2 separate regions of the Sus scrofa genome follow, and region 2 is linked to region 1. A link is a contact called in public Hi-C data. All regions are on one chromosome and are shown on one strand. Each heading gives the region's core, a stretch centred on a gene start, on an enhancer-like site or on the middle of the called end of the contact. The rest is flanking DNA. Distances are from core to core; before and after follow the strand shown. Region 1 holds the start of GXYLT1 (glucoside xylosyltransferase 1). Region 2 has its middle 180 kb from the start of ADAMTS20.

The links. Hi-C and Micro-C count contacts between places; a contact is called where the count stands out from the background.
Region 2: a contact with region 1 is called in a Hi-C map of embryonic fibroblasts, with 1.9 times the contacts expected there. The contact joins the enhancer-like site here to the promoter of GXYLT1 in region 1. A contact is called at or near these places in 5 of 47 Hi-C or Micro-C datasets (embryonic fibroblasts, heart right ventricle, mesenteric adipose tissue and 2 more).

What each region holds. Positions count from the first base shown.
Region 1 is chr5:73,404,586-73,411,331 of Sscrofa11.1, reverse strand. It overlaps GXYLT1 (glucoside xylosyltransferase 1), which reads left to right and starts at 3,022. Exons shown (of 10, transcript XR_002344161.1): 1 at 3,022-3,324. It overlaps YAF2 (YY1-associated factor 2), which reads left to right. Exons shown (of 7, transcript XR_002344163.1): 7 at 1-303.
Region 2 is chr5:74,491,530-74,498,275 of Sscrofa11.1, reverse strand. No RefSeq gene overlaps it. Among named protein-coding and RNA genes, the nearest start is that of ADAMTS20, 180 kb to the left of the region's middle. Within about 2 kb of position 3,430, at least 4 of the 83 cell types and tissues checked have an H3K27ac peak or open chromatin away from gene starts, as enhancers often do. A contact at or near this core is called in embryonic fibroblasts, where this site is marked.

The DNA of each region.
Region 1 (6,746 bases), core at 1,773-4,272:
GGTTGAAAGAGAAACAAGTGTAGTTAGCATCTGTTTAAACATACTTTGAGTACTAGCTCTTATTCTTAGTTTCTTGGTCCTTTAGTTTTCTCTCTCAAAATCTATTTTCCAGTCTTAGAAATACTTTTGTTATCCATCTTTGTATCTTGTTAAATTTATCTTAATTTCTCTAAGAATTGTAAGGTGTAGTGGAAGGATTAACTTCATATTGTCACTGTTCTTACTGGCCTGTCTCCCTTTTTGAGGGCGGTACAGTCTAGCCCCTTGTCTGGCATGTAGAATATATTCAATAAATGTTTATTGAATGAATAAGTGTATGTTTTTATTCACACTTTTTTTTTGGCCGCACTCACAGCATATGGACATTCCTGGGATAGGGGTCGAATTGAAGCTGCAGCTACGAACTAAGCCAAAGTTTTGGCAACACCTGATCCATAACCCACTGAGCAAGGCCAGGGGTCGAACTCACATCCTCATAGAGACGGACATTGGGTCCTTAATTGGCTGAGCCACTCCTTACACATCTTAATAGTATGCTGGTTTTCCTTTCTTTTCTTTTTGTCAAGAAAGAAATTTAATCCTTATAGGGGAAGAAACAGAGGCTTAAATTTGTTTAGTGACTTTCCCATGGTCACAGAGCCAACACTTCTTTGGTATAGGGATTCCAAATGAGGAACTACTGCTAAATTACACATCATTTCCCCACCTTGTTTCTCGGGGCCAAACTCTTCAAAGCTCCACCTGCAATCTGAACAGTTTAACAGCATGATTTTTCTCCATGAAGTGTGTGTGTGTGTTTGAAACCTTTTTTCCCTCACTTTTTGGCACTAATGCTGCTTTCGGCTCCAATCTCAACCTCTGTCCCAGCCTCCGCACTGCAGCCAGAATCTGTTTCTCAAATGGGCAAATGTGATCATGTTACTTCCTAACTGAAAAACCTTTCAGTGGTTCACCACTGTCTGCCAGATTATGTTCAAACTCTTAGGTGTACTGAACAAAGCATGCAGATATCTGGCCTCTTCAACCTCTCCTCTTCATTATCTCCTTTCTTGCATTCACTTAACTGGTCCTATGAAACGTCTCACTATTTCCTGAACACAAGAGCCTGTTTCACTGATTCTTTAGCCTGGAATTACTTCCCTTACCCCACCCAAGACTCTAGGGCCACTTTTGGCTAGAGTCAAAAGTTCATAAAAATAACAGAGGTAAAAGCAATGAATCACCAAAGTAGTTATCAGTAAAAGTTTATTGTGTACACACCAAAAAGACAGTTAGCAAACTTGGAGCACTCAAACCGAAATATGGGGTGAGGCTCAGAGGTATATTGTAAAGCAGCCTATATAGTGTGAAGACAGTATTTATTATTTGCAGTGATTGGTTAAAATTCTAAAATTAAAATTTTATTTTTTTGTGGCTTAAACTTCAAACATTGGATATTTTATTCAGCTGCTCTTCTTTTTAATATTCTTTCTTCTATGTTTCAGGTGTACAGCATTATAATCCAACATCTATCTGCTGCAAAGTAATCACCACCTGAGTCTAGTTATCATTCATCCCCATACAGTTGACCCCCTTCACCCATTTGCCCATCCCTCCCCTAGAATTTTCTTGAATGAAAGAGAATCAGTTCATGGTTACCTCATATCAATTTGGGGGAACTATTTAAGTTCTGCTTATGATTTTCAGATGCATAAGCAAGAAGTTACCCAGGTCAAGTTGACCTTGCTTATCCTGTAAAATAAGCTCAATTGCTTTGCTTGTTTTGGTTTTGTCTGCTCAGGGAATTAAGTCTGGTCTCTGTATTTGGTTTTAACTTATATGAAATGTCTGTTGACCAAGACCACAGATAGAACTGATACCTCCTTTGTGTGTGTGCCCACACCTTTACAGGCTTATAGCCTAAAGTCTTTATGGTTGCATTGAACTTATTTACAAGTATCCACTGTCCCACCCCATGCCCCTTCTAGACGTCTTTGTACCCAAAGGAACTGAGTGATGCTCCATAAATGCTCAATAAATGGAGTGGAAATACGGCTGAGAAAGAGGGAAAAGAAAAGGAAAGCTAAAGACAAAGCTCTTTAGGGAGAGTATTAATTGTTTTGGATATGCAAATAATGAGTCATAAGGATGATCCAAAAGGGAGGACCTCATGGATGGGTGGCAGGATACGCATCCTCAACATCATGACGTAATTAGATGTTGGGTGACAACGCTTGTGGAGGATGGAGCTTAAAAAATGGCTTAATGCAGAGTTCGCATCGTGGCTCAGCGGTTAGGGAACCCAACTAGCATCCCTGAGGACGCGTGTACGATCCCTGGCATCACTCAGTGGGCTGAGGATCCAGTGATGCCCTGAGCTGTGGTGCAGGTTGCAGAGGCGGCTCGGATCCAGCGTTGCTGTGGCTGCGGCGCGGGCCGGCAGCAGTACCTCCGATTGGACCCCCTAGCCTGGGAACCTCCAAATGACGTAGGCATAGCCCCCAAAAGACCAAAAAAACAAAAAACTTAATGACGAGCCTTCTCAGTCCAAGGTGTTTATCATGCGTTAAGCACTTTAATCTTTAAAACCACCCTAAGATGAGGATATCCTCTCCATTTTAGAGACGATCAAACATGCTCGGAAAATTGAGGTTGCTCAACATCCCAAGCTACCATGTGGAAGAACCATAATTAGAATTTGGGTCAGCTGCTTCCAACGCTCTGCTAGTTTCGCTGCACCTCTCCTCCACAGTTGGGAGCCGCAAGGTTCCGCGGACTCGCCCGCCGGGAGGGTTGCACTACCCCGGGACCCTGCGCGAGCCGCAACCCTCGCGCCCCAAGCCACCCGGCGCCCCCAGCCCTCCGCTTTCAGTGCGCCGGCGCGTCTGGCCGCCCGCCCTCTGGGGAGGGGCCCGGGGCGGAGGCAGTATCGGGGCTCCGGGGCGGGGTGTTAGCGCGCTCGCTAAGGTGGTGGGCGGGGAGGGAAGAAGGAAGGGGGAGGGCGCGAGGCCGCAGCGGAGGAGGAACTGTTGCGCCCGCGGCTGCGCGGTGCTGCTCCCTCCGCTCCAGTTCGCCCGAGCGGGCGCGGCGGCGACGGCGGAGGTGGCGGCGCGGGCCCGACGGGATGCGGCGCTACCTGCGCCTCGTGGTACTGTGCCTGGCCTGCGGCTTCTGCTCGCTCCTCTACGCCTTCAGCCAGCTCGCCGTGTCCCTGGAGGAAGGTGCGGGCGGCGGTGGCGGGAAGCCGCAGGCCGCAGCGGCTTCCTGGCTCGGGGGCGGCGGGCGCGGCGCCGCAAGAGGGGCGGGCAGCGCGGGCCAGGCGGCGCATCCCGGCCGGTCGGACAGGTACGAGCGGTTCCCTGTCGGGGGGCTGGGGCGAGGGGCGCCGAGTCGCGGGTCTCGATTTGGCCGGGGCTGCACGAGGGGCCGTCCCGCGCCTCCCGCCACCGGGCCCGCGTCTCCCGCTTCTTTGCTGCCGACTCTGACCCCCTTTGCTCGTTTCCCTCCTTCCCCTCACCCTGGGGGTGAGCCTGGCGCTACTCCAGCCTGAAAGCACCCACGCTTTTTGTGTTTGTCTTCTTACCCATTGGTTATGCACTATTCAAAGCAGTTAGAAATTAATTTTCAACTTTTAAATGATAGTTGCATCTCCCCCCCACCTTCTTAGGAGTCATTGAAAATTAGAGGGTCCTACAAAAGCCTCTTGCTGTTTGGCTAGTGGGAATTCCCTCTTGTTTCCATGGCGTTCAAGTTGAGATATTTAAACATCGGGCTGACTCCCTAGTTCAGTTTCCACCCCCTCCTGAATGGGACGTCTCATTTTCTTGTTAACGCTTACATTTTTCATTAGCCGGTTAGTTAAATCTGGACAGAGCATTTTATAAGGATTGTGAATTTTTCTTTAGGAAACAATCGGTCTATTGTGAAACTTATAGCGAGTTAAGAAAAATAAGCGATACTTAAGCTCACGTCCTTTGTGAGTTGGGATAGAGGTGGCTTTCTTTAAGAATCGGAGTTTAAAAAGCAGCATAGTGACTTAAGTGGATTTACGCAAATCACTGCCAGCGTTGAAATCAACGTGAGATTTAAGCGAAAAAAAGAATGCAGCGCATTACGAATGCTTAACCAAATCTGAGCGTTTCCACTTCCTTGAAAAAGAGGCGCCTCTCTTACTCGGGAGAGCTCCCTTAACAAGAGGCAAAAGCTGCTTTGATATTGGAGAGTATCGGGTTGGTTGGAGGAGTGCAGGTCAGCTGTAGGCTGTTTAACATTCTTCTGAGAGTTGATGGTCATTCCCAAAATGAAAGGGGACGTTTGAACAGAGGAGCAGAGCCCATGGAAAAGCTGGATTGTCATGATTTCACCCAGGGGTTTGATTACAGTCAGGACTTTGTTCATAAAAGCAGAACTACTTCCAGAGCCAGGTTTGTGAACGCTCAGTTATCTGTCCTGGGAGAGGCAATAACTGAAGATCTGGATAAACTCATGAAAAGCTGGTCATGGTCTATTACGCTGGAGTGAAGCATTTAAAGTTATGGGGAAGGAACTATTTTTGCATTGGGTAGAATTATAAGGAAGCAACATTTTAATCAAAACATTGAGTGAAATTGGACTCATTTCGACTTGATAGGGTAACATTCACTTTTAGTGCCTGCCTTAGATACTTATATATTATTTTGTGACTAATTTTTATAAGCTATATGTGCCTGGCCAGCTAATTTTAACAAAGTTGCATTATTTAAAATTCAGGAAATAAACACCTCAGTTTTAATAAATATTTTGTAGCGCCATTTCTGGAATCTTAAGTTTGATGTCTCAGAGTCCAGTCAGCCAGAAAGCTGTTTTTCTTCTGAGCAGCATAACTCCTCGTTTTAAATGAGGCCAGCATTTAAGCTAAAATTGAAGGTGTATCATTCTTTACAAAATATATGCATGTATAAGGAGAAGTTTGGGCAGAGGAGCAACCTGGAAAGGCTGAACTGTCATGTTTTTACCCTATGAATTCATTGAAGTCGGCAGAATTCCTAAGACATCAGGACTCTTTTCATTTTAGATATTATCATTTTTAACCTCTTTTTAGATTTCTCATAGAGTTTAGTCAACTTTTTTGGCCACCATGGGGTATGGATGGAGTAGGTATTCTTAGCCTCTTTTCCTGTGTGTAAATCATTGACCAAGGTGCAGAGGGCATCATAACTGGACCAGGTTAAAACCATGTATCCTTTGATTGCTCTGCAGGTGCTCTTCCTCTAAAGCTGCAGGGATAAGAACCTAGTCTAGATAGTGTTTCATCAGTAGAAAATGGGACTATGAGACAAGCAACATCTTCCTTTTTTTGTAGGACTCGATTATCATTGCATTCTTTTTTTTTTTTTTGTCATTTTGCCTTTTCTAGGGCCGCACCTGTGGCATATGGAGGGTCCCAGGCTAGGAGTCTAGTTGGAGCTGTAGCCACCAGCCTACACCACAGCCACAGCAACACGGGATCTGAGATGAGTCTGCGACCTATACCACAGCTCATGGCAACGCCAGATCCTTAACCCACTGAGCAAGGGCAGGGATCGAACCCACAACCTCATGGTTCCTAGTCAGATTCGTTAACCACTGCGCCACGAGGGGAACTCCTGCATTCTTACTTTTTTTGGAAGCAGTCTTACCTCAAAGATTAAAACTATTATTTCTCTCATTTAAACGTGGGATTAGGATTATACCCAGTAGGTTCCGTTGGTCAAATCTTAAGAGAAACAACAAAATACTTAGAAATGTCCTTCCAAGTTCTCAAAGTAAAAACACAGAAATGATGGGAACAACTTTTCAGTGAAATTTATAATTAATTAGTTCATTTTGTCTGAATCCCTTATTTTGGTATTCAGAAAATGGGTAGATCTTAGAGTCAGACAAACACGTGGTCTCATTATGGCTCTGTTTGCTGTGAAACCTTGACTGCTTTTCTGTTTCACTTTTCTCATCTGTTAAATGTGGATTATATTTACCTTAATTAACTTATAGTAGTTAATCATATAGTTGTTAATCATGAAAATCCATTAAAACTGACTTAAGCTAAACAGATATTTATAGGCTCATATGAATTGCTAGAAGGAATAAAATTGAGGGAAAAAAATGCCTGGACAGCTCCTGGGACCTCAAGGACCAGGAACTCTTAACTGTTCTGCTGTGGACAGACTTTGTTCATGGGGTCTTTCTGCTCCTTGCGGTGTTTCTTCTCTAATCTTAAATAGAAAATTCCAGAAAAGACTCATTGGAATTGCTTGCATCACATGCCCCATGGACAGCCAGTGTTACCTGGTATGGGGACCTCTGATTCTCTGGCTGTATCTCTTGCACATCCCTACTGCAGACAGAACCACATGCCTGAGGCATGCTTGTTAGGCGGTGGCTCTTCCACCTGGAGAGACTCTGCAGCTGCTCAGTGTGGACAGACTGCATTTAAAGTACTCAGTCTACAGCACTCATTATTACCAGATGTCAGTACTTTCTGCAGAAGGAGCTAAACCATTTTATGACTTTAGATACTCAGGGTGATTGAATTCCCACATTTCACTGATAAATCTTGACTGTGATTATCAAGGTTTCATCGTATTGTGACCCTGTAGCATATTAGAACACAGCAATATAATATATATATATGCACAACAATATTTAATGTATATTGGTAGTGGGAAATCAAGAAACTTCTAAGTGGAGTTCCCGTTGTGGTTCAGTGGGTTAAGAACCTGACATAGTGTCCATAAGGATACAGGTTCGAT
Region 2 (6,746 bases), core at 2,181-4,680, 1.1 Mb before region 1:
TTATGGAAGTTCCAGGGCCAGGGATTGAATCCGAGCCACCACAGCTGTGACAATTCTGGATCCTTTAACCCACTGCACCTGACAGGGGATCAAACCCGTGCCTCTACGGTGACCTGTTTGTTATTTACGTTTGTTTTGTACACATTGTATTGCTTTTTTTGGTCTTTCATTTCTTATTATGCAAGAAATGTCTTCTTGCTCAATTTTTTTTTAGTGAAGTATTTTCATTCCCTCTTGTGATATTCTATAACTATTTTCTTTGTGGTTACCATGGGGATTCTATTTAACATTCTAAAATTACAACACTCTAATTTGAATTTATACCAATTTAACTTTAATAATAATAGATAGTACATAATACAAAAACTAATAATAAAACTATGATTATATTAATAAAATATATTTCATTAAAATATAAAATAAAGATTAAAGCAGTTAATATAATAAAACAATATAAATAATTATAATATAAAGTATATAGTTTATAATATAAACTTAATGATTTTTAATATAATGATATAATATTATATATTTAATAATATATAAAATATATATGATAATATAATATTTATTATATAATAAATATAATGCAAATAATAAATAATACAAAAACTCTGTTCTTTTAAAGCTCTGTCCCATTTCTTTCAGTTATTGATATCACAAAACTATGCCTGTATACCTTTAAAAGAAATTTGAGTTTTGTAATGCATTAGTCTTAAATCATGTAGACAACAAAAAGTAGAGTTACAAATCTGTTTTATAATAATGCCAGCTCTTACAATGTGTGATTTATTTACCTTTTAACATCTTTATTTCTTCTTACGGCTAAGTTACTAGCTAGTGTTCTTTCATTTCAACCTTTAGGACTACTTTTGGCAGTTTTTCGCAGGGCAGATCTAGTGGTAACAAACTCCCTTAGCTTGTGTTTATCTGAAAATGTCTTAATTTGCCTCACTTTAGAAGGACAGTTTTGCCATTTGTACAATTCTTGGATGACAGCTTTTTTTCTCTTTGCACTTTGAATATATTAGCCCAGAGCCTTCTGAATTCCCAAATTTCTGATTAGAAATTTGCTTAAAATCTTATCAAGTATCACTTGAATGTGATGAATTGACTCACTCTGAGTGCTTTCAATATTCTCTCTGTTTTTGGCATTGGACAGTTTGATTAAAATGCACATCAGTGTGGGTCTCTTTTAACTCATCTTACTTGCAATCCATTGAGCTTCTTGTACGTTTTTGTTCATGTTTTTCATCAGATTTGGAAGTTTCTGACCATTATTTCTTTATATAATTTCTCTATCCCCTTCTCTCTTCTCCTCCTTGGACCCCTACAGTCCATATGTTGGTCAATTTGATGGTGTGCCTTCGGCTGTAGTGATTTTTTAAATTCAAAAGCAATTGCTTTTGAATGTCTTTGTCTTTAATGTCTGGCTCCCAAAAGAGGAAAAAGATAAAAATAAAGGCGATAAAAAAGATCTGACCCTTTAAGTCTTCTGGAAGCTTCTTCAGCCTGAAGGTCAGGGGCTTGCAACTGTGAGGGTGTAAGTGTTCAAAAATTATTGCCATTCTCCATGTCTGTACCTTCATGATCAGAGCAGCTCATAATGAACAGAACATCGATCCCAGATATTTGCAGGATAAGTCCTTATGGCCCACCCTTGATCCTTTGAGCTACATGCAAGCTTCTCAAAGAAGATATCCATGGCTGTCTGCCTTGGGGCTGGGAAATGGGTATGGTTAGCTGTTGTTGAGCCAAAGGCTGAAATTGACTAAAATGAATCACAATTTACTGTCTAAGCTTTCCCCTGGAAGTTGCAAGGCTTCAATATTTTCCAGAGGTCCAAAATGGTTATACCAGACAGATTCCACCAGTACCATCATTTTCTAGGTAGGGAAGCAGATTCCTGCTCTGCTATTTTCCTAGAATCCTCTCTCCAAGAAGTTTCTTAAATGTTAGCTGATACTACTGTTTTTATCATGACCTATGAGATCATGAATAATACTTTTGTGAACCAGTCTTAAAGAATACAAGCGTGTGTTGTAGAGAGATGGGGTGTGTACTTCTTTGAAATCCTAGGATCTCAGGGATAGTGGAGAGGCCTTTTTTCTTTAAAAATTAAAAAAATTATACAATTTTTAAAATTTACTATCCTTTTACAGTTATTAAAAAATATCAGGGGAGTTCCCGTCGTGGCGCAGTGGTTAACGAATCCGACTAGGAACCATGAGGTTGCGGGTTCGGTCCCTGGCCTTGCTCAGTGGGTTAACGATCTGGCGTTGCCGTGAGCTGTGGTGTAGGTCACAGACACGGCTCGGATCCCACGTTGCTGTGGCTCTGGCATAGGCTGGTGGCTACAGCTCCGATTAGACCCCTAGCCTAGGAACATCCCATATGCCGCGGGAGCGGCCCAAGAAATGGCAAGACAAAAAAAAAAAAATATCAGCTATGTTCCTCATTTTGTGCAACACATCCTTGAGCCTGCCTCATACCAATAGTTTGTACCTCCCACTCTTCCACTTCTATATGGCCCTCCTCTCTCCCTGTTGGTAAGCACTAGTTTCTCCATCTCTGACTCTGCTTCTTTTTTGCTATATTCACTAGTACGTTACATTTTTTAGATTTCACATGTAACTGATATCATATAGTTTTTGTTTTTCTGTTTGACTTATTTCACTTGGCACAATGCCCTCCAATTCCATCCATGTTGCTGCAAATGGCAAAATTTTGGGGTTTTTTTATGGCTGTGTAATATCCCATTTTATACATATACCAATCTTCTTTATCCCTTCATCTGCTGATGGACATTTAGCTTGCTTCCATATCTTGTTGACAATTGTAAATAATACCGCTATCAACACTGAGGTACAGGTGTCTCTTTGAAATAGTGTTTTTGTTCTTTTTGAGTATGTACCCAGGAGTGAAAGTGCTGTGTCATGTGGTAATTTTATTTTCAGTTTTTTGAGAAACTTCCATGCTGTTTTCCTCAGTGGCTACACCAATTCACATTCCTACTAACAGTGTTCAAGAGGGCAGATCTTATGTTAAGCATTTTATCACTAATAATAATAATAATGAAGAGAGCAGAAGAGAACTTTTGAATCTGATGTTTATGGCACGGTTTGTGGTTTCAGCAATGCATTCTTATCACCAATATCATCAAGTTGTATACATTAAATATGTACAGTTCTTTATGTCAGTAATGCACTTCGATAAAGTGTTTTAAATAATTAAACAGCAAGGTTTCACTTTCATTCCAAAACAGCCTAAAATAAAGAAATAAAAAGCATTGATCAGTGCATTGAAGAAGGATGATCCAAACCACAGTCAAAAACTAACGGGAATTGATGCTCTTTTGACATTGTGCGCCATGGTCAGTAGAGGATGCTGTTGCTTCTTTTATAAAGAGCTCTTCCAAAGACAGCTTCCCAGGGCGGTGACCCTCTACTAAGGGCAGGAAGGGAAAATGAAAGTGAGTTGCAGAGATGGAAACTGCCTGGTGAAAGGATTCACCCAATTTGACTTCCTGCTGGGCAAAACAGCAAGGACTGGAACAAACAAACAAAACAAAACACACATGAAAATGCAAGGGAAATTATAAGCAGATGGAGGCTGTGCTGCCAAAACAGTCCTGAGAGTAATACTCAAAGGTGATTTCAAAGACCAGGAAACCATAAAATTGAGGTACTTGAATACTGCTATCTCCTTCAATATATGATTTAGTCATCATAAGAGTTGACCACTCCTGGATTTCTAGAAGCTTGATCTTAATTAAACCAAGTTGCTCTAACATAGGATATGGATGAAGACAATTTTGATTTACTTCATTCCTTTTGGACTTTTTTGGCAAGGTCAAGCGTATGGTTTCAGCATTTTCCCCATGGGCCCAGGTTGTAGATTTCTTTCATTTATGTATGAAAATGTATTTTGGAATATGATTGCAAAAAAATAATAGAAATCGACCAACAGAACCATTTGAATAGGGCTGAAACACCTCACTGCGGCGCAATTAGATGGTTATAAAATGTGTGGCTAAGACTGAGTACCAGTTCCACTCTTCTCAAGTTTGCAATGTGAATTCCAGGTTATTTTACCTCTCTGAACCTTTCACCATAATGGTTGGCATATAGTAAACCTTCAATATGTATTAGCATTATTGATAAATTGTTTCCACTGTCATGTTTGATTTTCATAAGTTGATGAGGTGGGTGAACAAATATTTTTGTACCCACTTTAGAGATGGAAAAAAAGGGGGCTTGGAGAGCTTGAGTTGCATGCAGACACCCTCGTGCCTAATAAGAAAGTGGGATTCTGATTCAGTTTTGTCTGAAGTCAAAGGTTTTATATATATATATATATATATATATATATATATATATATTTGAAATCAGTGTTTCTGGTGGATTCATTAATGTTCATGAGGCTAATCCATGGATCCTGGAGACATGCAGCTTCCAGTTCAGTGGGACCTGAGGTTCTGTATTTCAAACATGCACTCAGGTGGCCAGGGGGCCAGCAGGATCTCCTGGGATCTAATTAGAAACAAGAGTCTTGACTCCAGATCCACTGAATCCAAATCTGCATTTTAACAAGATCCCTTGAAAGATTAAAATTTATTAAAAAAAAAACTGATTTAGAGCAGGAGACAGCAAGTTTTTTTCTATCAACAATCAGATGGTAAATATTTTAGGCTTTGCAATCTCTGGTGATTCTCTTATACCTTAAAGTCTCAGAAGCTCAGGTTTAATCCACAGTTTCTTCTTCTATGGGGGCAAAGTTGTGTCTAATGAACTAAGGTCTCACTCAATACCCATGGGTAATTCTTTTTCTCTAGACAATCCTATAAACATCAGGAGTCTCAAGTTTTTGCCTGACAACAAGATCCCTTCTAGTGGAAAAAGCAATGTATGTGACCACTGAAATTCCCATTGAGTGAAATGTCTGACTTCATGTGAGTTTGAACCAGCAGTTTTTGATGCCTCTTTGTAAACTCTTAAGTACACCGCAAGTATCCAAAAACAAGAATTACAAATAGCAGTGGGCATAAGAACAATGTGGCATTCTTTTTCTTCTTCTTCTTTTTTTTAGAGCTATGCCCACAGCATATGGAGGTTCCTAGGCTAGGGGGTCCAATCGGAGCTACAACTGGCAGCCTACACCACAACCACAGTAACTCAGGATCTGAGCTGCGTCTGCGACCTACACTACAGCTCACGGCAACGCCAGATCCTTAACCCACTAAGTGAGGCCAGGGATTGAACCTGCAACCTCATGGTTCCTAGTTGGATTGGTTTCTGCTGCGCCACGACGGGAACTGCAATGTGGCATTCTTGAGAGAAGGAAGATGGGCTCTCCCACGTGAGATAATTGGAAGTTCTGGGTGAGACCCAAGAGTCTTCCTTCAAAGTCTGCTGTCCAGGTGATAAGAAGCAGGGAGGCCTTGGGAAACACTGGCCCAAGCCCACCGACCTGAACTTGGGTTTGGCACCTCTGATAAAATGGCTGGAAGGAAGTCTCAAAAAGAATTGGTGGTGGAATATCATGTGAAATTGTTTTAAATTTGTTAAATCTTATACATTGTACTCTGATTACATGTTGAAATGATGTTTTTGGATATATAAGGTAATTATTTAAATAATTTAATTTAATTTATTTAAAATAAACTTTATGGAAGCATAGGTGACCTACAATGGTGTGTTAATTTCAGGTGTACAGCAAAGTGAATCACCCATGCATATACATACATGTCTATTCTTTTCTAGATTCTTTCCCCATATAGGCTTTCACAGCGTATTAAATAGATTTCCCTGAGCTATATCGTAGGTCCTGGTTACTGACCAATTTTGTATAGTGTTTATATGCCAATCCCATCCTCCCAATCTATCCCTCCCTACAATGAAACCCTTTGATAACTGTAAGTTTGATTTCAAAATTTATGAGTTGGCTTCTGTTTTGTGAATAAATTCTTTTGCATCATTTTTTATTTGATTCCACATATTCGTGATCTCATGTGATATTTGTCTTTCTCTGTCTGATTTATTTCACTTAGTGTGATAATCTCTGTAAGTGAAGTATGACAATCTCTAGGTCTGTCCATACTGCTGCAAATGGCATTATGTTTTTTTTTTTTTTTTGGTTGAACCCATGGCATGAATAAGTTCCAGGGCCAGGGACTGGACCACTGCCACAGCAGCAACCCAAGCCACAGCAATGAAAACTCCAGATCTTTAACCTGCTAAGCCACCAGGGAACTCTTAAAGTAGTTTTTAAAAATGACGTCCTTTTATTTTGGTAACTGAATCAGATTTCCCCACATTTACAAAAAGGCTGGATGTGTCTTTTAGAGGACATCCATGATGGAGTCGGTATCAAGAGAAAGTTACTGTTAGATCAATGGTTATCAAACCTTTTGGTTTCAGGATCTTTTTAAACTCTTAAAAATTGATGAAGACTCCAAAGTGCTTTTTTTCAGGTGAGTTATATCTACTAAGATTGATATATACATGTATATCAGAAATAAAACTGGGAAATTTAAAAAATATTTGCTAATTATTATAAAATAACAAACCATTGCTTGTTAATGTAAATTACGAATTTTTATTAAAACATTATGTTCTCCAAAACAAAATACAGTTATTGATAAAAATGCCATGTATGGAGTTCCCACTGTGGCTCAGCAGGTTAAGAACCCGACTAGTATCCATGAGGTTGTGGGTTCGATTCCTAGCCTCACTAAGCAGGTTAAG